3 separate regions of the Zea mays genome follow, and all the other regions are linked to region 3. A link is a contact called in public Hi-C data. All regions are on one chromosome and are shown on one strand. Each heading gives the region's core, a stretch centred on a gene start, on an enhancer-like site or on the middle of the called end of the contact. The rest is flanking DNA. Distances are from core to core; before and after follow the strand shown. Region 1 holds the start of LOC118473152 (LOB domain-containing protein 13-like). Region 2 holds the start of LOC100192736 (Zinc finger CCCH domain-containing protein 14). Region 3 holds the start of LOC103636120 (mitogen-activated protein kinase 16).

The links. Hi-C and Micro-C count contacts between places; a contact is called where the count stands out from the background.
Region 1: a contact with region 3 is called in a Hi-C map of leaf, with 6 times the contacts expected there. The contact joins the promoter of LOC118473152 here to the promoter of LOC103636120 in region 3. A contact is called at or near these places in 5 of 25 Hi-C or Micro-C datasets (bundle sheath, ear, leaf and 1 more).
Region 2: a Hi-C map of tassel shows a contact between it and region 3, with 2.0 times the contacts expected there. The contact joins the promoter of LOC100192736 here to the promoter of LOC103636120 in region 3. A contact is called at or near these places in 3 of 25 Hi-C or Micro-C datasets (ear, leaf and tassel).

The regions. Positions count from the first base shown.
Region 1 is chr8:150,858,125-150,861,569 of Zm-B73-REFERENCE-NAM-5.0, forward strand. LOC118473152 (LOB domain-containing protein 13-like) reads left to right here and starts at 1,852. Exons shown (of 2, transcript XM_035961850.1): 1 at 1,852-1,968; 2 at 2,064-2,390. The coding sequence starts at 1,873. The coding sequence ends at 2,216. It overlaps LOC103637385 (ADP,ATP carrier protein 2, chloroplastic), which reads right to left. Exons shown (of 6, transcript XM_020542419.3): 6 at 3,272-3,445.
Region 2 is chr8:150,809,489-150,812,902 of Zm-B73-REFERENCE-NAM-5.0, forward strand. LOC100192736 (Zinc finger CCCH domain-containing protein 14) reads right to left here and starts at 1,701. Exons shown (of 3, transcript NM_001137935.1): 1 at 1,642-1,701; 2 at 553-1,325; 3 at 1-448. The coding sequence starts at 1,305. The coding sequence ends at 116.
Region 3 is chr8:150,666,389-150,670,202 of Zm-B73-REFERENCE-NAM-5.0, forward strand. It overlaps LOC103636120 (mitogen-activated protein kinase 16), which reads right to left and starts at 2,124. Exons shown (of 10, transcript XM_008658483.3): 1 at 1,746-2,124; 2 at 1,099-1,635; 3 at 955-1,014; 4 at 684-833. The coding sequence starts at 1,760. It overlaps LOC100276966, which reads right to left and starts at 3,688. Exons shown (of 1, transcript XM_008658484.3): 1 at 2,824-3,688. The coding sequence starts at 3,497. The coding sequence ends at 3,048.

The sequences.
Region 1 (3,445 bases), core at 602-3,101, 190 kb after region 3:
GGTGGAGATAATGTGGGAGATGATGCTGGAGACGACGCTGGTGGGGATTCTGGGGCTGGGGATTCTGGGGCTGGTGGAGATTCTGCAGCTGGGTCTGGAACTTCTCGAGTTAAGAGAACGAGGAAGCTGCATTTTGTTGGACCACCTCCAGAGCTTCCACCCGAATCTCGGGTTGTGATAAAGCCTAGTGGAAAGTGAGTGACATATCTTTGCTTAAATGTTATTGAAAGTTATGTTTTAATTTCTACATTGATTTCTGTTTGCAGGACTTGGATCGACGACTCGTTCACAGGCACAGGACACTACAGGCAGGTGAACATGGTTCTTGGTAATCTTGTTCGTCTGCACTGGCCTGGTCTTGTGACTTTGCCTACTGGCGAGTCTGTCCCCGCCACCACTTGGGAGCATTATCGCTATGGTGTCTGTAGAACGTTTGGCAACACACAGGCACTAGTTTGGGATGCATTCTGGGTATGACTTGTTTATACTATTTTAGTTATTCCATATATGTTTGCTTTTATGATAACACTATGGTTTTTGCAGAAACGGTACAAGTTGCCGGACGATGGATCATATGATATGAACGCTCGTTACGTGTTTGAGTTTAACGCGAACGATGTCGTTGCAGATGCAATGTACTATGCACGAATTCAGGCTATAAAGGCATGGTACAGAGCAAATGCTGATGATCGACCGATGCCAAATACAAAGGCCGAGTGGTCATCAATTTACTTGACGGAGGAGCAATACCTAGAGGTAAACAGGTTGTTGCCTCTCATATCGCACAAAGCCATGTATTTGCTTGCTTTATTTAAAAAATTTCATGTAGGTGTCGGTGCCGTGGATGGCCACCCGATCAGACGGTTATCGGGCATTGTGCAGATGGTGGGCTTCCCCTGACTTTCGTGCCATTTCCGAAAGGAACAGGGGAAACCGTGGGACTGAGTCGTTCCACAACTACGGCGGTGATGGTCATGTGCGCTTGGCTAAGCGAATGGTAAGTCACAGATTGTCGTAACTTTGAATCACATAGAAATGTGTCATTATAACTTTTATGTACAGGAAGTCAAATCCGGCCGTACGCCCACGGATGTGGAGGTGTATATGCAAGGGCATAGGGGTTCTGATCCTCAGAATCCTGATGTGTTATGCACTCAGACGGCCACCGACCGTCTAGTGAGTTTTTGATACTCTATTATGTGTGTTGATATTGTTTGCAAGGGCATAGGGGTTATGCACTTATATTTGATATTGTTTGCCTCCAGGCTTCGTATGGGCAGGAGATGGTTCAACGCCATGGGGAGGAGTACGATTGGAGGAGCCAGCCAATCGACCCTCAGGCAGCCTATGCTAGCGCAGGAGGACAAGCCCATGGACGGTGAGATTATTTGATTTGGTTTTCAAAATTGTCATCATATGCTTGCGATTCAACTGAGCCATGAGTTACTATACTAAGTGCATGGTTCACTCTTGTAGGTTGGGTATTTTTGATTCTACGATTGATTCCAGAGAGCTGAGACGCCGTGGACGACAATCCACATCGTCGTCTTCACAGTCGTCCCGTTCACGATCAGCAGCCCATGAGATAGAGCTTGCAGTGTTGCGTCAACAGGCAGAGTACCATCAATCAGTCTTGAGGGAACAATTGGAGTACCAGAGGCAACAATCTGAATACCAGAGACAACAAGCCGAGTACCAGAAGAAGAGGGACGAGTATTATGCAAGCCTCCAGGCCCAAAATCAAGCTCTTCTCTCGGTAAGTTGAAGTAACATTTTGTAGCTTATTTTGCAAAACACTTGATGTGTATCTTGTTTGTTCAACAATGACTTGTATATAATTTGTAGCAACTAGCCCAACAAGCGGGCGTCCCGATGCCGACATATGGGATGCCGCCTCCGGACTTTGCACTGCCAATGCCAATGTTGGCGCCTCCACCTCCGCCTCCGCCTCCGTCACAATTCCCTATGGTATGTACACATATGCGTGTGTGACATGTTCATAAATGTCTTATGTGTTTAAATGAACAACTGAGTGGTTACTATTTCATGTGCTTGTGTTATAGGGATTTCAGACACCACCCGCTTCAGTTGCCGCACCTGGAGATGGGTCTGGTCAGGACGACACAACAAATTCGTGGGTGAACACCATTTTCAACACGCAGAGTCCAGCCGGAGGAGGTGGCTACTCGAACCATCCAGACGATGGATATGATTGATGTGTCGTGATGTTTTTTTATGAAACACTTTGCAACACTTGTTTGTGAGACACAATTTCAGTTTGCAACAACCGTCGAACCTATATGTTGATGTTAAATTTGTGAATGTTAATATTTATGTGAGAATATTTGTGATTGTGAATACTTATTAGAATGTGTATATTTGTGATTGTGAATGTGAATTTGTATATGTGCATGAATCTGTTTTTGTTTTGTAAATGTCAGATTTTTTAAAAAACAGAATTTTGTGTAAATTCTGTAATTTGTTATGTCCGACGGCCTAATGGTAGCCGTCGGACATAAGAGATGCTTATGTCCGACGGCATTAACTACCGTCGGACATAAGAGATGCTTATGTCCGACGGCCTAGTGGGAGCCGTCGGACTTAATACTGTGGGGCCCACATCCCGACCGGTAAAACGGTTGGGATTTGTTATCTCCGACGGGCATAGGCAGCCGTCGGAGATAACGTATGTCCGACGGCCGCCGTCGGACATAGCACTATTTTCGACGAGTTATCTCCGACGGCTTGAAGCCGTCGGAGATAAGGCTTTACCGTCGGAAATAATCTATTTCCGACGGTTTATTCCTTATGTCCGACGGCTTTGGCCGTCGGACGTTTCTGCGTTTACTGTAGTGTATGATAACCCATCGGCGTTCCTGGTTGCTCGTGTACAGGTAGCCTATAGGTTCGATCGATGGAATATATATGATAGCCCATTTGCGTTCATGGTTGCTCGTGTACTGGCAGCCTAGGGTACTGTTTCCCCCACCCACAGTTGCTGTACCATCGCCGGGCGCCGGCAATAGTCGCGAGAGCTGACCCGGTGCTGAGTGCTGACAAAGCCAAGGTGCCTCACATGCTTTTGCCCTCTCAGCTCTCGGACGGTCGTTAGTGCTTCTCCGAGTGCCTGGATTCTGTCTCATGATGCCCACTGGAACCATCTTTTGGCTCACCTTGTTGGATGCGTTGCGTTTCAACATTCAAGGCAACACATTTATCCTGTCCTACTGAACATTCAGCTAACACTCTTGAGAGAGAACCATGCTTCATATCGGCTCAAAACACACAGTTTATGCATTTGACATCGGCACAAAGGGGCGGGGCCATTCCCAGAACGACGTTCGCCGCCGGCCGTCAAAATTTGCTCATGTTACAAACAAAAATCACTAGCAGCCTGAAGCTGCACGCCGTTACAGACTTGAAAACCATGAGTTATTTTAATATT
Region 2 (3,414 bases), core at 451-2,950, 140 kb after region 3:
CATTTTTCGTGTGATTTACATACTGCACTTGCTGACTTTAGACGAAACAAAAACCAACGGTTCCAGCGCGGCGAAAGGCTGGCCTTGGCTGCGCTCTGCCGCGTGCCTGCCATTGCTAAGGGCAGGCTAGGTGGAGGCGTTCGGCGGGGGTGAGCGTGTGGCGGAAGTGGCAGCGGTGGCCGTAGGGGCAGACCTCGCCGGCGAGCACCATGCGGCAGACCTGGGTCTTGTAGCGTGGGTGGCGGATGACGGGGCGGAGCTCGGCGACGCCGTGAGCGAACTGGCACTGGTCGCCGTAGGGGCACGCCCCGGTCTCCTCCCACTTGTTGCACAGCTCCGTCTTCAACATGCCCTGGTTGAACACCTCCAGCTCCACGCCGCCCGCCGCGTGTTGCTCCTTGGGTAATTCCTCGTCTTTTTTTTCACCGCCATTGCCCTTGTACACGCGCTGCGGTTCCGTGCAACGCATCAAGGTGCATATGCAACAATGTCAGACGCCAGGCCAATTAACAAGTGGGATGTGAGGATCGGCGAAGCGTGAACTGGGCTCACCGAGCTTGGTTTGGTCGGGTTGGACGCGCGATGCTTGCGGTTGCTTGCGGCCGGCGTGGTGGCGGGGGGCTGTACCTGTTTGGGCTGGTTCATCTTGAGGAGGAAGTCAATGGAGCGGACGGAAATGCTCTTGGGCGGCAGCACGGCGGGCTTCTCGGTAGCGCAATCCTTGGCGGCCGGGACGGCCTTGGGCTCCCCGAAGCGGAGCCGGCGGGCCTCCTCGGCGGCGGCGGCGGCGGCGGCGACCTGCTTTCCAATGCCGCTGAGGAGCGCGAGGCGGCGCGTGAGGTCGGCGTTGGCGTTGCGGAGCTCGGCGTTCTCGCGGCGGAGCGCCGCCGCGTCGTCCGCGGCGTCGGCGAGGCGGGCGAGGCAGAGCTCGTAGCGGTCGGCCACCTCCTGGTACTGCAGCGCGAGGCGGGCGAGCCGGAGCGTGTGGCCCGTGGCGGCGTCGGCGTCGGCGTCGGTGCCGGCGCCGTCGCAGCCGTCGTCGGCGAGGGAGGCGGAGGAGGTCGGCGAGAGCGAGACGGAGGACGTGGCGAGCGGCGACGGCGAGGAGGAGAAGCCGAAGCTGGGGCTGAACGTCGGCGACGAGCAGCGGAACAGCGCGTCATCGGCGCCGCCGAGGTTGAGGTTGAGGTTGAGGTAGCGCGGCGAGGCGAGGCGCTGGTCCCCGAAGGCGAACGGCTTGAGCTCCAAGGCCGAGCGAAAGCGAAGGCGGCCGGCATTGGCCGGAGATACGAGAGCTTCCTGCATGGTCGAGGCTTCCAAGGCAGCTGCGGATTGAAGAAACACATCGGTAATGTCACAAGAAAATCATTTTTTTCTTTATATCAACGGTTGCCCGAAATTACGACCGAAAACGACGACGACGAGATTAGAAAGACCACAGGCTAAAAAATCAGCAAGCTGCCAAATGCACGATCCGAGAGTTTTTGACTGACTCCCTCTGTACTAGCGTCTAACCACCACTGACCACGCGTACCAAAGTGTCGAGAAGCGTCCGCCTATTGCAACAGGGGCAACAGAAAGGGTGCAATGCAACCGGTGTCCCGTTAGCAACGACGAAACCATTAAATCGAGGAGTCGTACCTCGTGGAGGAAGGCAGGAAGCAGAGGGTATGTTGGAGAGGACGATCGACTGACTGTGTGGAGGGAGTGGGTGGCGGGAACGAACGCGTGGCTTCGTGCCTATATAGATGGGGCGCGGGAGGAGCATGGCAGGAGCAAGTGAGACCGTGGGGCCCACGCGTCTGCGAGACCGAGACCGAGAACGAGAACGAGACGGCAGGGGAAGTGAGCCGCCCGGTCCGACCGTACCGGAGCACGGTCGGGCGGGGTCGGGATGGTGTCGGTAGTGGCGGGTTCAGGATTAAGAGGGTGTGTATTCGAAATTTTTTAGGGCTAGTTTGGAAACCCTAATATTTTAAGGGATTTTTATTTTTCTAAGGACACCATTTTCCTAAGGAAAATATGGACACCATTTTTTCAAGAGATTTCTATTTTTCTAAGTGAAAATAAACTAATTTTTCTTAGGGAAATAAAAATCTTTTAGAAAAATGGAGTTTCTAAACATGATTTTTTGGAAGATTAAAACATGTCTATCGACATATATAGTTAATTATATATATAACCTATTATTAAGCACAAACACTATGGTTATAACTGATTTAATAACTAGTCTACTAAACTTAAATTTCATACAACTATTTCAAAAGTTTTAAATCTAAATGCATCTGTTGATTGTTGCTCAGTTGCTGCCTGGCTGCTTGTCCTATTTGGCATTTTCCAATCGCTAATGCCCCATCTGTAGCCCAGTACTGCAAGCAGCAAAGCAGGGGAGGCCAGGTCGGGTGGCCACTAGCTGGTTAGGCTTGGATATTGGCACGATGGGACCTTGCCCCTAGTTGTCTATCCTGGCACGCGGTGACGCCCTGACTAAACATACGACGCAACAACGAGGCCAGATGTAACGCAATGATAGTTAGTCAGTCAAGTGTGGGCACCTAGCTGCGCCGTGGAGCCACGATGTCTCAATGGAGGTGCTGATGTCTCCATGGCACGTGGGGCTGTAAGATGTAACCACGACTTGGTGGCTGGCGCATCTGGTGGCTCTGCCATGGTGTGACTACAATAAGGTTTGGGGATTTTTTTTGTCGTGAGGTACTGAAGTGGGCTTTGTCGCTCCGTTGGGCTTCATGGTCCACGACAAACTATTGGATTAGTTAGATATGAGAGGTATGAAGGAGATATTTTAGTCCAAATTAACAGAATTCGTTTATTTATTTGATTTATTTTTTATTTTATATGCATATACACTATATACATGTATATATATTGGAGTTCTTTTAAAAAAATAATAGATATTCATTTAAATACCTTTGAATTCAATAGGGCCCGCCCGAGGCGTCGGGTTGGCTCTTTCTCCCCACTGTTCCGAACCAGTCGGTGGTTGGCAAGATGGCTATGCTTCTGGTTTAGGTTTGGAACTTTTGGACCTCTGCGAGCTTTTTTGCTTGTTTTATTTAGGGTCTAAACTGTACAATTTAGCTTAATCAGTAAAATCAGCTGCTTTACACTAGTTTTTGTTCTGAAAGTAAGTCTTATTGATTGATAAAACCAAATATTTTTTTTATAAAAGTTTCTTAAGGGATATAATGTAGAGAAAGCTAATATATATTGGCTTCATCTAGTTTCGTCTGAGAAATCGTGCTTACAAGAAAAGCTAAAAAAACGGTATGCATTTGAGTTGCTACGTTAGTTTCTTCGAGCACACTTCATCGAGCGAGCCGATGCGCGCGGACAAGTGGGCCTGTGCCTTGGGGAGGTGCATTTCCCACTTCCTACTCCCACAGTCCCCGAAGC
Region 3 (3,814 bases), core at 874-3,373:
ACCTTGTTCGGTTGTATAGGGATTGGACGGGATTAAATCTCTTCCTGACTTCCTGTTCAATTTTGATCCCTCTAATCCCACTTAATCCACTCATAACTGAATAAGCCTTTAAATGCTACTCCCTCCGTTTCTTTTTATTTGTCGCTGGATAGTGTAAAATTGCACTATCCAGCGACAAATAAAAAGAAACGGAGGGAGTAATTTGGAAGTAATTGGAGACAAACCCAAGGAAGAAAAACCTCCCATAAATAAATATGGGGATTGCTAACCTAGAAAATGACAGAGATCCCATGGGGATTTGCTACCCTGGAAAATGACAGAAATACTATGAGAATTTGAGTTTCCAAACTAGCTCTAAACAATATACTCATGTGTAATCTGCCCACAAGGCTCAGCAATATTTTTTTTGAGAGAAAGGCTCAGCAATATATTTGACTATTCCACCAATTCTATTATCCAGTCCTCTAACCATATACCTCAGCAGCATTGAACTATAGCTCTGAATCTACACATGCAACCGAGTATACCTTAGTTTGATGATGCTATCTTATCTTTTCTTAGCATTAAGATGATGCTATCTTATCTTTTCCGTTATGTGAGATTCTGAATTAAAAGATAAGGCTCCAACTCTCCAAGCCTGTAACTGTTTTTCTTATTCTAGAAGTAGGGAAAAGTGAACCGACCCTCGAAAGTGACTCTGGTGAAGGAGTGCCAAGTAGATCTGTCATGAGATCCAGTTGATGTACCACATTCTTGCCAGGAAAGAGAGGCTTCCCTATAAGCATTTCAGCAAATATACAACCTAGGCTCCAGATATCAATCGCAGGAGTATACTGCAAAATTAAGTGTTAAGTTGTAAATTCAGCAAAATGAAGTGGTGTACTCTTAAACAGTAAAAAACCATATAGCAATGAAGAGCTAGTAGAAGTTGTGTCCGGGTGAAAACTATCCGACCTTTGAAAAGAAGGAGCCGCATAATTCTGGAGCACGATACCATCTTGTTGCCACATAATCCTGTAATTACACAGCAAGAACAAAAACTTAAACTGTGTGGCTGCTTATCGTGTCTCACAGTCACAATATATGTGCTCTGGTTACCGTCCAGAATATGGCTGAAGGTGTATCGTTGAAAGACACCCGAGCAAGGCCGAAGTCACAAATCTTGAGCTTGCAGTCGCCGTTGGCGAGAATGTTCTTGGGCTTGAGGTCCCGGTGGAAGACATTGGCGGCGTGGATGTACTTCATGCCGCGGAGCAGCTGGTACAGGAAGAACTGGTGGTGCTCGGGCGTGAGGTCGTCGTTGGCCTTGATGACCTGGTGGAGGTCGGACTCCATGAGCTCGAAGACGACGTAAATGTCGCGGAACTCGCGGCGCGATGGCGGGAGCATGATATGCTTGATCTGGACGATGTCCGGGTGGCGCAGCAGGCGCAGCAGCTTGATCTCGCGCAGGATGCGGGTGGCGTCGGAGACGTGCTCGAAGACGTCGTTGATCTTCTTGATGGCGACGTGCTCGCCGGTGAGGGTGTCGAGGGCCGCGGCGACCACGCCGTAGCTGCCCTTGCCCACCACCTCGGTAACCTCGTACCGGCTCGCCTCGCCGTAGTCCGTGAAGAACGGCGCCTCCTCGGAGCCCTGGTCACGCGGGCCACCACGACGGTGCCGAACCCATGAAATCCACAATGCGAATCCGGATACGTACGCGTTAACAGAAGAACAGAGGGGATTTCGGTGCCAGCCCGCACCTTCTTCTCGTCCATGGCGTCGCGTGTGTCGCTCCTGCGCCGATCCGGCGGGACGCACCCCTCGCCCTCGGCAGCGTCGCCCTCGCGCCCGGGGTGAACCGTGCTGCTGTCGGTAGTGACGGTTGGGGGCGCGGCGACGGCGAGGGAGGAGGAAGACGGAGAGGCGCCGGGTGATGTGGAATTGTGGATAGGTCCATTTTACGTACGGCGGGGGAGCAGCGGGGAAGCGCGCAAAGTGGGCAGCGGACGCCCGACCAAAGCGGGCGCGCGGTGCGCGGGCAGCGCGGGAGCGAGCACCAAGGGGCAAGGTCACTGCGGATGAGCCATGGCACGTCGCACGACGTGACGACGGTGCACGGTGACGGGCCTGACGGCACCATAGGTCGTATGATTGAACCAGATACCCACAAATATATATTTGTAAGCAGAAATTGACAATGATAACATAGTAACAAAACTGTATCAATTAATAATTCAGTAGGTGTAGATATATATTTTGTAGCTAGTTTGAACCACGACTGTAATTTAGGCATTGTTCAGTTGCATGGAGCTCGAAGTAGATTAAGAGGGATTAAATCTCCTTATATTCAATTTTAACTAGAAAGGGATTTAATCCTCTTTAATCCACCGCTAATCGAACAAGCCCTTAGGCTACATTTAAGATGAATTAAAGAGGGCACATGTGTAGAGATTTATGCCTATTAACATACCCATAGAGAAATAAATAAATAATCTACCTCTTTAGATCTTGTTCTGCTATTTCTATGCATATGTATTGGATGAGATTGAAAAAAATGAATTCAGATAAATACTAGATTATCCAAATAAAGAAGTACCGTTTGAATTAGCAGACCTAATATAGCATGCTAGTGACTGCCTGTCAACAAATTCAATGTACCACACCGAAACAGTGTCACTCATGCAGCAATGCTGAGGTGAGGGCCCTAGGGGTACCGCTAGCGTGCATGCTTCCAAAACGTGAGTGGCAAATAGTTGAACAACCTCTCATCTACCATATCTTTTGTTTTGGAAAGGATTCATCGCTGTTCATCTACCAAGATCTTACACACGACACAAGTTAACAATCACCTACTTTTCCACTGAAACAATTGTAATATAATACAATATACTCATTAATTATTCTGTTCCACAAGATAACAGATCGGTCGAACATGATGTACTCATTCATCACACGTCACGAGACACGAGACGAAGCAGTGAAGTCACCAAAGGAAAACCGTGTCATCTTCTTCATCCATCCGTAAGCTAGCATAGTACGTGCAGTCTGCTGTGCGGATCCTCTTATGCGCGGTCCATATAGCGGAGCTTGGAAGGATGGACGGGGCTCAGCAGCGGCGACGACGGCAGCGGCGGCGTGCGGGGCTGCCGAAGCCGCTGCCCCTCGCAGTCGTAGTGTATGGCCCCCGTGAACTCCAGTGGCTGGCACCTACGCCCCAGGAGGATCGTCCGCCGCCACACGCACGGCTCGTCGCCGTCGTCAACGAGGTCATCGCCTCCTCGCCCGCGCTTCCGCTCCCCCACCCTTCTGCTGGGCATCACCTTCCTCAGCGTCTTGCGCTTGATGACGACGACGAAGGAGCTGTCGCGGACGACGTCGCGGTGGCCCGCGCCGCACGGGAAGAACGAACGTCTGGCGGCGAAAGCGGAGGACGTGATGCTCTTCCTGCGGCGGAGGGGCACCACCAGCCGCCGGGCCAGGGAGGAGAGGAGGGCGGACATGGCACTGAACATGGCGTGAAGTGAAGGCCGGCTCGATCGGGTGCAAGAGCTAGACTGCACTGCAAGTGCAATGGAGTGATGCCCTTTTTTTGGCAGAGGGACGATTACCGTGGGACGAGGCTAGGCTAGCTATTAAAATGGGAGCTGACGCCCAGTTGGCAGTTGTTTGGTGGACCGTTTGGCACCGGACAGTCGGGCATGATGACATATACTGGCCAAACAGCATTTGAAAATGGATAAACAACCGGTCAATTTGGCATTAATGTTACATGTTTAAAATTGCTATTTACGCTTTCTGACAATTTATTTATAGGTACCGTGTTGGAAAA